Linked DNA regions of Mus musculus: regions 1 and 3 are each linked to region 2. Evidence: chromatin contacts called from public Hi-C data. All regions are on one chromosome and are shown on one strand. The core of a region is the stretch at or near the end of the contact, and the rest is flanking DNA. Distances in the headings are between cores, read along the strand shown.

The links. Hi-C and Micro-C count contacts between places; a contact is called where the count stands out from the background.
Region 1: a contact with region 2 is called in a Hi-C map of the N1E-115 cell line, with 9 times the contacts expected there. The contact joins two enhancer-like sites. A contact is called at or near these places in 1 of 39 promoter capture datasets (the 3T3-L1 cell line), 1 of 15 datasets of contacts at CTCF or cohesin (the NIH/3T3 cell line), 6 of 484 Hi-C or Micro-C datasets (the N1E-115 cell line, myocytes, palatal mesenchyme and 1 more) and 2 of 9 other capture datasets (embryonic tail and embryonic trunk).
Region 3: a Hi-C map of the N1E-115 cell line shows a contact between it and region 2, with 11 times the contacts expected there. The contact joins two enhancer-like sites. A contact is called at or near these places in 2 of 39 promoter capture datasets (the 3T3-L1 cell line and hippocampal neurons), 58 of 484 Hi-C or Micro-C datasets (the C2C12 cell line, the C3H10T1/2 cell line, the HL-1 cell line and 27 more), 1 of 115 datasets of contacts at active chromatin or transcription factors (astrocytes) and 3 of 9 other capture datasets (embryonic stem cells, embryonic tail and embryonic trunk).

What each region holds. Positions count from the first base shown.
Region 1 is chr4:84,276,969-84,279,832 of GRCm38.p6, forward strand. The region is part of intron 6 of Bnc2 (basonuclin 2); the gene reads right to left. Among named protein-coding and RNA genes, the nearest start is that of Gm33597, 58 kb to the left of the region's middle. Within about 2 kb of position 1,348, at least 4 of the 459 cell types and tissues checked have an H3K27ac peak or open chromatin away from gene starts, as enhancers often do. A contact at or near this core is called in the N1E-115 cell line, where this site is marked.
Region 2 is chr4:83,796,870-83,799,681 of GRCm38.p6, forward strand. All of the region lies in intron 24 of Ccdc171 (coiled-coil domain containing 171), which reads left to right. Among named protein-coding and RNA genes, the nearest start is that of Gm42309, 44 kb to the right of the region's middle. Within about 2 kb of position 1,297, at least 12 of the 459 cell types and tissues checked have an H3K27ac peak or open chromatin away from gene starts, as enhancers often do. A contact at or near this core is called in the N1E-115 cell line, where this site is marked.
Region 3 is chr4:84,063,811-84,066,801 of GRCm38.p6, forward strand. No RefSeq gene overlaps it. Among named protein-coding and RNA genes, the nearest start is that of Gm33410, 7.2 kb to the right of the region's middle. Within about 2 kb of position 1,476, at least 18 of the 459 cell types and tissues checked have an H3K27ac peak or open chromatin away from gene starts, as enhancers often do. A contact at or near this core is called in the N1E-115 cell line, where this site is marked.

The DNA of each region.
Region 1 (2,864 bases), core at 98-2,597, 480 kb after region 2:
ATTTAGGTTTAACTTTAAAAAAAAATTTTCCTCCTCACTCTCCTGTATTTCATGTTTATAGTTAAAAAAAAAAGTCTTAGCAAATTAGTGACTTCAAATAGTTAAGAGATCCTTTCTTGAACCTATCTGGAATTCCAGTCAAATCTAATAGTAAAATACATTTATTTTTTCAAAAGTTACTACATTTTATAGTATTGAACTGTCTTCATAAAATAATGCTATTTCAAGGTTTAATTCTTTAAAGCATAAGCTGCTATTTTCTAAAATATCCGGCCCCTACCTCCCCCCATAAAAAATCCAAAAGGATAAAATTAATGCACAGTAAATTAAAAAAATTCAAACACAATGACATATATTCCCTTTATTTGACAAATAGAACCCTTGCTTTGACAAGCAAAACCTCACCGAAAGCTTTGCTTGTGTTTAAAAGGGTGAGATTCATTCCCAGAGCATCTATAGGGATCTCACTTGAAAAGTCCATGTCACTGTTTATCTGAAAACATTGCCTTGTATTTACATCCCCCGTTGACTTTTAAAGCGCCCTTGGGCATATACCTCTCTCCACCTGCAAATGCTCAGATATTTGCCAAGTCCCTAAATTGAAAGCTACCCTCCAAAAAATAAAGTGATATAGAAACAGGAAATAAAACTTGCCAGCGTCAGAAGCTGGCATCTTAGAGAAGTTAATTGTGATAGTAGAAATGACCTAAACGGCCAGCATTAACTTCATGAGACCTCCTACTTATAATGAAAAGCCACTTCAATTGGCACCAAGTATAGCTAACATTTCCTAGAGATGTGTGAGAGGTATGTGCCTCCAGGACCAGAAAGGAGGGAGAGGTGTCCCACCTTTCCACATGAGACAATCAGCACTCTGGGTGGAGGGGGCAGAGGGGGGCAGCCCTCTCCACGCTGCACTTGGGAAGGCTGAGCTTACCTTGTGACAATAAGATCAGCTTTCTAATCTTTTGCTAAATCGATCACAAAAGAAAGCAAGAATGAGAGACAGAGAGAGAGAGAGAGAAAGAGAGAGAGAGAGAGGGAGAAAGAGAGAGAGAAAACAAATTCACATTCTAGGCATCCGGTTTTAAAAAACTTAAACAATAAAATAGGGATTTAAATTGTCTGATCTCAAAATTATTTTCTGTCATAAGTGATCATCTGTATGTTGTCTTGATTTTCAGATCACCTGAATATTCCAAAAACCATAAATCAAATGAGCTAAAACCGAATTTACAGCATCAGCATCATCCATAAATGAGTTCCAAACAGATGCATGCAGTGTGCGGATGTATGAATGTAGATAAACAGATGTTGTCACCACAGTCCTGTTCTGACATTCACCCTCTCTTCCCCTAACACCCCCCTGCCACTTGTCCCTGGTGTCAGGTGACTCAAGTGTACACTGCTAAGCAGAGTGCAGAAAGTGCCTACCATGAAGTTCTTAGAATGTCATGCGGGGGAGACACATACCACCAGGGCTTAACAAGAAGGAACGTGGAGATAGTTAAAATGTGTATCGCTCCTCTATTGATAAAACAGTCTGCCAACTGTAAGCAGCTCATGAAACCCTATCGTCACTCATTACTTTTAACACCCACCCTTTCCGAGTTTCATAAGCACACATCTGACTGCAGTCTAGACCTCTGTGCTGTTGCTCACACATCCGCAGTCACTGCACTTCCTAGGTTCGCTGCTGAGAAAACAGCAGCCAGACACACAAAAGTTGCATCAAGACAGACTGAATAGGAAAGAATAAATTAACATTGACAAGAGGGTATGCTGATCACCCAGAGGGACACCTCTGCCATAAGATGACTTGTGAATTTACACATCTCCACTGATATGTTACCAGGAAGAGATTTTTCTCTTCATTTCTCACATGCAGCACAAGAGGACTGTAATCTAATTAGATGATGTACCAGCCCTCAATATCTGTCAACCAAACGATGTGCAGAAATGTGGAGACCAGCTCTGGCACTCGGTGCAACAGTGTCCCTTTTCCGCTGTCAGCAGTACTGTTGGCCTCTGCTAATATAATTACATTGACTTTTATTCAATTAAGTGCCATCTCTCGCTTACAAAAAAAAAGCTACTTTATCAATTGATTCAGGTGTAATGTAATAATAAAGATGAACTCATGGCAGTGCATTAACTTTGCTGTTCATAACTTCAGTGCATGGGTTCATTCACAGCAGTCGATTTCCATTATGCAACCACAGTTCAAGAGAATTGATTCTTTTATGTTCACTTCTTAATCTATTTCATTTTTGTTTAATAATCTTCCCAAATGCCATATGCAAAACACATGGATGGGGTGAGGAGAATGGGCTGGGGGAAGCCTGCTGGTTTAGCCCCATGCCTTGGACTTGGGAGTCTTTGCCATGCTATTGCTGGGGTTGGAAGAAGAGCAGGAAAGTGGGCTGACCAAGGTTCCTAGCAGGAACTGGTCCTGTTCCTCAGGTTAGCGTTCTCACTCTACCAAATGGACCGCTTGGCTTTAACAAAGACCTATTGTCAGACCCTCTAATCGGTCAGTTCAAACCACTGACTGTCATAAAAAATACCGTCCTCGTGAGATTCAAAGACCCGGGGTTAATAGCCATTTGAAGAATATTACAAGTTTAATTGGATCAGCAAAACTGAAGAGGTAAAAAGAAGGAAGACAGAAAGAACTCACTACTGACAATCAGATGCTGAGAGAAAAGAAGCCCAAAGACAGGAGGGAGGGCACAGCTTGCTGCAAATAGGAAGAGCCCAGCACAAGGATCCATTATCCAAGGATAATGCTTGGTTTTGAAAAGAAAGGAATCCAGTGTTCCAAACATTTACCTTAAGAGAAGACTTAAATTTTGTCAACATTT
Region 2 (2,812 bases), core at 47-2,546:
AGGAAAGTAGGAAACAATAAAATTGGTGCTGCTGCTGTGGCTGCTGCTGCCGCTGCTGCTGCAGCTGCTGCCGCCACTGCCCCAGCCGCTGCCGCTGATGGCAGCTTCCATTTCAGCGAACTTTCCATGTGCCAGCCCCTGTCAACTCACAGAGCTCTCTAATGGGACTGTCAAACAAGTGGCAGTATCTCCATTTTAAAATTGGAAAACAACACCCACAGCAGGTAATTCTCCTCAGATCAGAATCTAGTAGGTGGTAGAACAAATTTAAGTCTCAAAGTAGCTGACTGCAAAGCCGAAGTGGTCAGTCTGACACTGAGGAGTTAAACAGCCTATGTGACACTGAGAGGAGTAAAACCTTGGAAACTTATGTTTTCATACCACTTAGAAGATACTCATTAGACATCTGCGTGGGCCATAGTGTATGCTATATCATAGACAAATTCACAGATACGTTTTCCTGTTCAATCACCAAATAATATGAAAAATGTGCTTTCAACTTTGTACAGGATAATGTGTGTGCTCACTATAGCTCCATATTTTTAGGAATTTTATATTTAAAAAACTTATAATTGGCACATAGTGATTATGTATACTTCTGTAGTATAATATTTTCATGCATATATGCAATAAGTAGCAGTAAGTAATGATCGAATAAGGACAATGAGGAACATGCCATCACCTCAGACACTACTGCTTGTGTCGGGAACGTCAGAATCCTTTCTTCTAGTGATTTGGACATACATAGTGAAGGACTAGAAACTCCATCCACTGCCCCGTGCTACAGAACTTTGGCACCCACTCCTCTTAACTTCCCAGGTCTGGCAAAAATCACTATTCCCTCCCTACCGAAAGCATCTCATTTAACTGCCACACAGGAGTGAAAACATGTGGCTTTGGCTGGCTGTGCCTGACTTCCCTCACTGAACATAATGCCCTCCAGGTTCATCTGTGTTGCCAGGACATTAACCCTTTCTATTTATGAGTATTATTATTGACAGGATATTGCATTTTATTGGCTAACAATACTCTACCATGTATATAAACTATGCGGTTGATCCATTTATTTGTTGTGGAACCCTAGGTTGATTCTGTATCTTCACTTTTGTGAATAGTACTAGAAAAAAAAAAAAAAAAACTAGAGCGCAGGTATATTTTTGATGTACCAGTAGAAATGCTAGCTTTGTGCCCCGGTTTCTGTTTTACAAAGTGGAATGTAGCGGTTTTCCAGGCCTGTAACAGGAACGAAGGAGGCAGCGAACAGAGAGTGTGTGGCGGAAGCAGGCAGGGCCGGTGACGTCATCCCATCCCGCTGAAGCCCCGCGAGGGTGGGGGAGCAACAGGCGCTCCTTTCACTGCTATAAGGTGTTTATATGTTTCATTTCGAGGAATGGTTCCTTAGGATCCTTTCTTCATAGTTTCTTCTAGCGCTTTAAGTCCTTTACCAAGTACAGTCTGCCTTAACTTCCTGTTCACTTTTTATGTCAGGTGAGTTTTCCAGGGGGGTCATGGCCTCAGTGGAGCCTATGGCACGTTTAAGACCATGTTTTCATATTCCAATTAATAGCCTTTCAAGCTTTTACTGTAATGCTGAGAAAAATCAAACCCTACAGACCGAAGCTTTAACAGAAATGGCCAGCATGAATGCAGAGGACCCAGTGATGAAAACTTTCTGCTCAACTCTCTGAAGGCAATACCTGACCTTTATCGTCTTACACTCCCGAGGATGTCTTTAAGTAACTTTGATCTGTAATGCTGGCAATATCTAGCGAATATTGACAAGTGACCAATAAACATTTCACTCCGTTACCATTCAGTGATAAGAAGCAGACAGACACCAAACGCCAACTGTAGCTGACGTGTGATGAAGTGTTTGCTGTGTGCGGCACAGCCTCGCTGAATCTCTGCAGGGTCTGTGAGTGGCCAGCTCTCTGCTTCCGTCTTAGCGTGCTGCCCGCCAGCAATGGGTGCTGTTTTATGAGGGGCTAAAGTCCATCGAGAGGAAGGAAGATGTTAATAGACCAGACGTCTAATGAGCAGCATCACCAGGCCGCTCTGCTCTTAGTCATGCATGCTGTATACTTTCTGCAAAGCATTGTTCACGGGCTTGTGTGGGTTTGTACTTTAAGATGACAAAAAGAAAGAATTGAAGTAGGGTCTTCCTATAAAATGCAATTTCATTTGTGTAGAAAACACAGAGGAATAGAAATCCAGAAGAGGGCTAACTAAGTATGTTTCATGACTTTTCTATTTTGGTCCCTTCATCTCTAGAAAGAAGACGTTCCCAACTCGGTGTTAGTACGATGGCCGAGTAGGCTCACACTCCTGGGTGGTAACAGATAGTGTAACCGCGGAGAATTTGGCAGATGTCCACAAACAGGAACGCCCCAAGTGCTCAGGAACTTAGCCTTGCTGATGGCTGCCACCTGAGAGCTCAGAGCTCAGAGTCCAGGAAGCTCACAATACACTTGGGTGAAGGAATTCCAGACGCTTGCCAGGGTCACCAGGACTCGGCTTCTGTCACAGTTGTGCATGCTCCTAAATGACTTGGTTCTCATGTCTTATGTCTAGGCTCATACTGTATAAAAACTGCGAATCTTTCCATCTGTCTAATGAAACTGTTTTAAGACTTAGTGTATAATAACTACCTCTGGAAATGTAGTACATTTCATAAATATGTGTTTATGAGTACTTCATTAGAGAGTCTCCATGTGAAACCTTTTATTTATAAAGATTTTCCCTGTGAATGCAGTAATGCTCTAATTGCTCCTAAACCAGAAGGTCATAGCAAGCCTTTCTCACAGGGCTTTTG
Region 3 (2,991 bases), core at 226-2,725, 270 kb after region 2:
TTTTTTTTTCCTCTCTTTAATCCCCTGTGATCTGGGTAAAGTCTTCAACAGACAGGTGTCTCCGAGAGCACGGGGACTCTGCTGTCTGGGAAGCGGCATCGGGCTGAGCCCCCAGTGTTGAACAGTGGGGTCCTAGATAATCTGGGGATTTTCCACTTCATGCTCCCCCACTCCCACCCTCATGCACCAGCTTTGTTTAAACAGAGGAAAAGACTTGAGGACAGGGCTAAGGAGCAAGCTGCCACCGCTCTGAGATTGTGTTAAGACATGCTGGAGTTTGAAAGTTTGTAACCATGTGGTTCTGGTTGTGTCCCTATGTGTGAAAAGTGTTCCTTTGTTTATTTATGCTTTCGTGGCCACTGTGTATATGTGTGTATTGCCATAGGCTTTCTAACATAAACAGAGGATGCTAGCGTAAACTTCCAGTGGGACCTGGTTTCTTCCTGCTGTGTACATTCAAACCCTCCAATCTAAGACTTTTAAATCAACAATTTTCCTTTTCAGAGAGGGTCATTATTTGTTTAGCAGTGCACAGGCTGGTCAGCACGCTGGGCGTTTCTATTCTCTTGACAAAACTGAAGCCCAGGCTGAGATCAGAGTTCTCTGCTATGTGGGTTCTCTAGGCCACAGGTGGCCAAGACGTCCCTTAGGCAGGACCTGAAGCCCTAAAAGCAGGAGTCTTTGTTGCTCCCAACTTCCATTTCCTCAACCCTTAAAATGTCTGGACCCAGCAAACTCCACCCTGTTATTTCCAGGAATGCTTCAGTCAGGCGTTTTACCCCCATCTTTAAAGGCAATGGAGCTTTGCTGCTGCTCCTGCAGCTGTAGCAGACAGCGCATGTGTCGTCAGCTTTTGTCTGTCTGCAGAGGCACCATTCAAGACGCCTCCCTGGAAGGTGATGTCTGAAGTGTTATTCTTAAGGAAGCAAAGCACCTAAGTATGGAAGAGTGTTGTGCAGAATGGGGCTTTCCCGGCTGTGGGGCTCCAAAGCTGGGAGGATAAACTCGCCCAGCAGAGGGCGCCACCGCGCCGGCGCTTACAGCTGTGCAAGCCAGGCAGGGGGATGCTCAAAACCACAGAAAAGGGGAAATTCCATACTTTCCCCCCACCTGCCTCGACCTCCCTCTTTCTCCTCCCTCATCTCCTCTCAGCCCCTTCCTTTCTCCCTCTGTTACCACCCTGTCTCAGTCTTTCTTCCTGACCATCTCTAACTCTTAACCCCTCCCTAACTTTAGCAGGGCACTCCTGGGAGCCTCAAGTCTAGTAACTGAGTGTTAATTATGTCTGAGTGGATTCTAGAGGAAAAGAAAACCATATACTGTATCAGCAGAGAAATGGTTTCACTATGAGGAAACTAATGATGCTTTTATCAGGAACAATATAAAGATTGCTTTTTTACTAGTGTGTGTCCCGTAGGGTTCAGGGCTATGAGATATTTCTGTATCTGGCTTGAGGTTCCTCTGAGCTTTTACATAATCAAATCAATATAGCCATGATTCACCCTCTGGCAACAACTGCTCGCTGCAAGTTTGCTGTTGCTCCTTTAGTGGCTAAAAGGAAAATAAATAAATATATAGAAAGGAACTTATTATGAATCGGTAGCCATTGATTTGTTCCGTCTTCTGACTTCCTTTTTAATTGCACCGCGTACACATGTTCTCACACACAGGCAGCATGATCCCGTAAGTTCACGGCCAGTCAGAAATAAGGTGGCCAGGAGTGCCTGAGGGCTTGCCACTGTCCATTTGGAAGAGACAGGTTGCTTGTTCGGAGAGAATAAAGCAGAGGTGGAGATGGGAGCCGGCCCCCTCACACTCTGTACATTGTTTGCATCTTCTTTCTCATCCCTGTGAATTCCCTACATTCCGGGCATGATTTTGGCTCTTGCCTCTCTCTCTCTTTCTCTCTCAGTTATCTTGTTTTTGTATCAGGAATTTCCCTCCCCTCCCCTGGCAGAAACCATCTGCTTAGGACCCAGATCTGTCCCCAGGGCTGTCAGCGAGGCCCCAATATTTTTCTCCCATCCTGAGGACAACTGGTCTGGACCCAAAGAGTGGATTGGGGGGGGGGGGGAAGCTTGGGAGAAAGAAGTAAGGGAGAGTCCATTCAGTGTAGGGAGCAAGCCACCTACGATGGCGGGCCAGTGTCTTCCCTTCTCTGTCCCGAGGAAGTCACAGGAAGGAGCTGCACAGAGCCTGAAGCCTTCACAACACACCCAGCTTGCTGTTTCCTTCACCACTTTCTCCCTTAAAGTAAATAAACACAGACGGCTTTCAAACTAACCCTCGTGAGAGAAGTCAGTGCCATACAACTGTGTCATCTGCTTTTCATAGGCAAACTGGGATGACCACAAAATACAGCTTTTCTAGTGCCTTGTGTGGCTTAGAATCAACAAAATCAACTGATGGAATAAGTGTGTTAGTCTGTCTAGGGAGAAACCGAGATGGAGCCTCCCGGGCAATCTGCTGGTCACCGGGGATGGTGAAGTGCTGTGTGTTTTATGCTCTGGTCCTTAAATCAGAGACCTTGCTCATAGGTGTGCTTCATTTATCCCATCCCCTATAAGAAGAAAAACATGAGAAATAATAGCAGACACAAAACAGGAAAGAAAACCCATTCATGCAATTAAGATACCCAGAGTCCCTGGGGAAATAGTATCACCAAAATGAACATGTTCCCTAATTATGAAGGAATCCTGTTACTGAACACAATTCCCTGACAATAACACTATATCCCTCTGAGAAACAGTGGAGGAGAAATTCTGGAAGGCTCTCTCTGGCTAGTGGGGGGTAGAAAAATCTACCCTCAAAGAACATCATTTGCAGTTTCTCAGCAATGTTTACAGGCATCAGGACAGACAGGGTCCAGCTGGGGTGCAAGGGGAAGGGAAGGGACTTTCAGACAGGCTTACAAGTGATGATACCAGCCCCAATCTTATCAACATGCAGAGATCTCCACTAGTGGCCATTTATTAAGCATCTACTATGCCC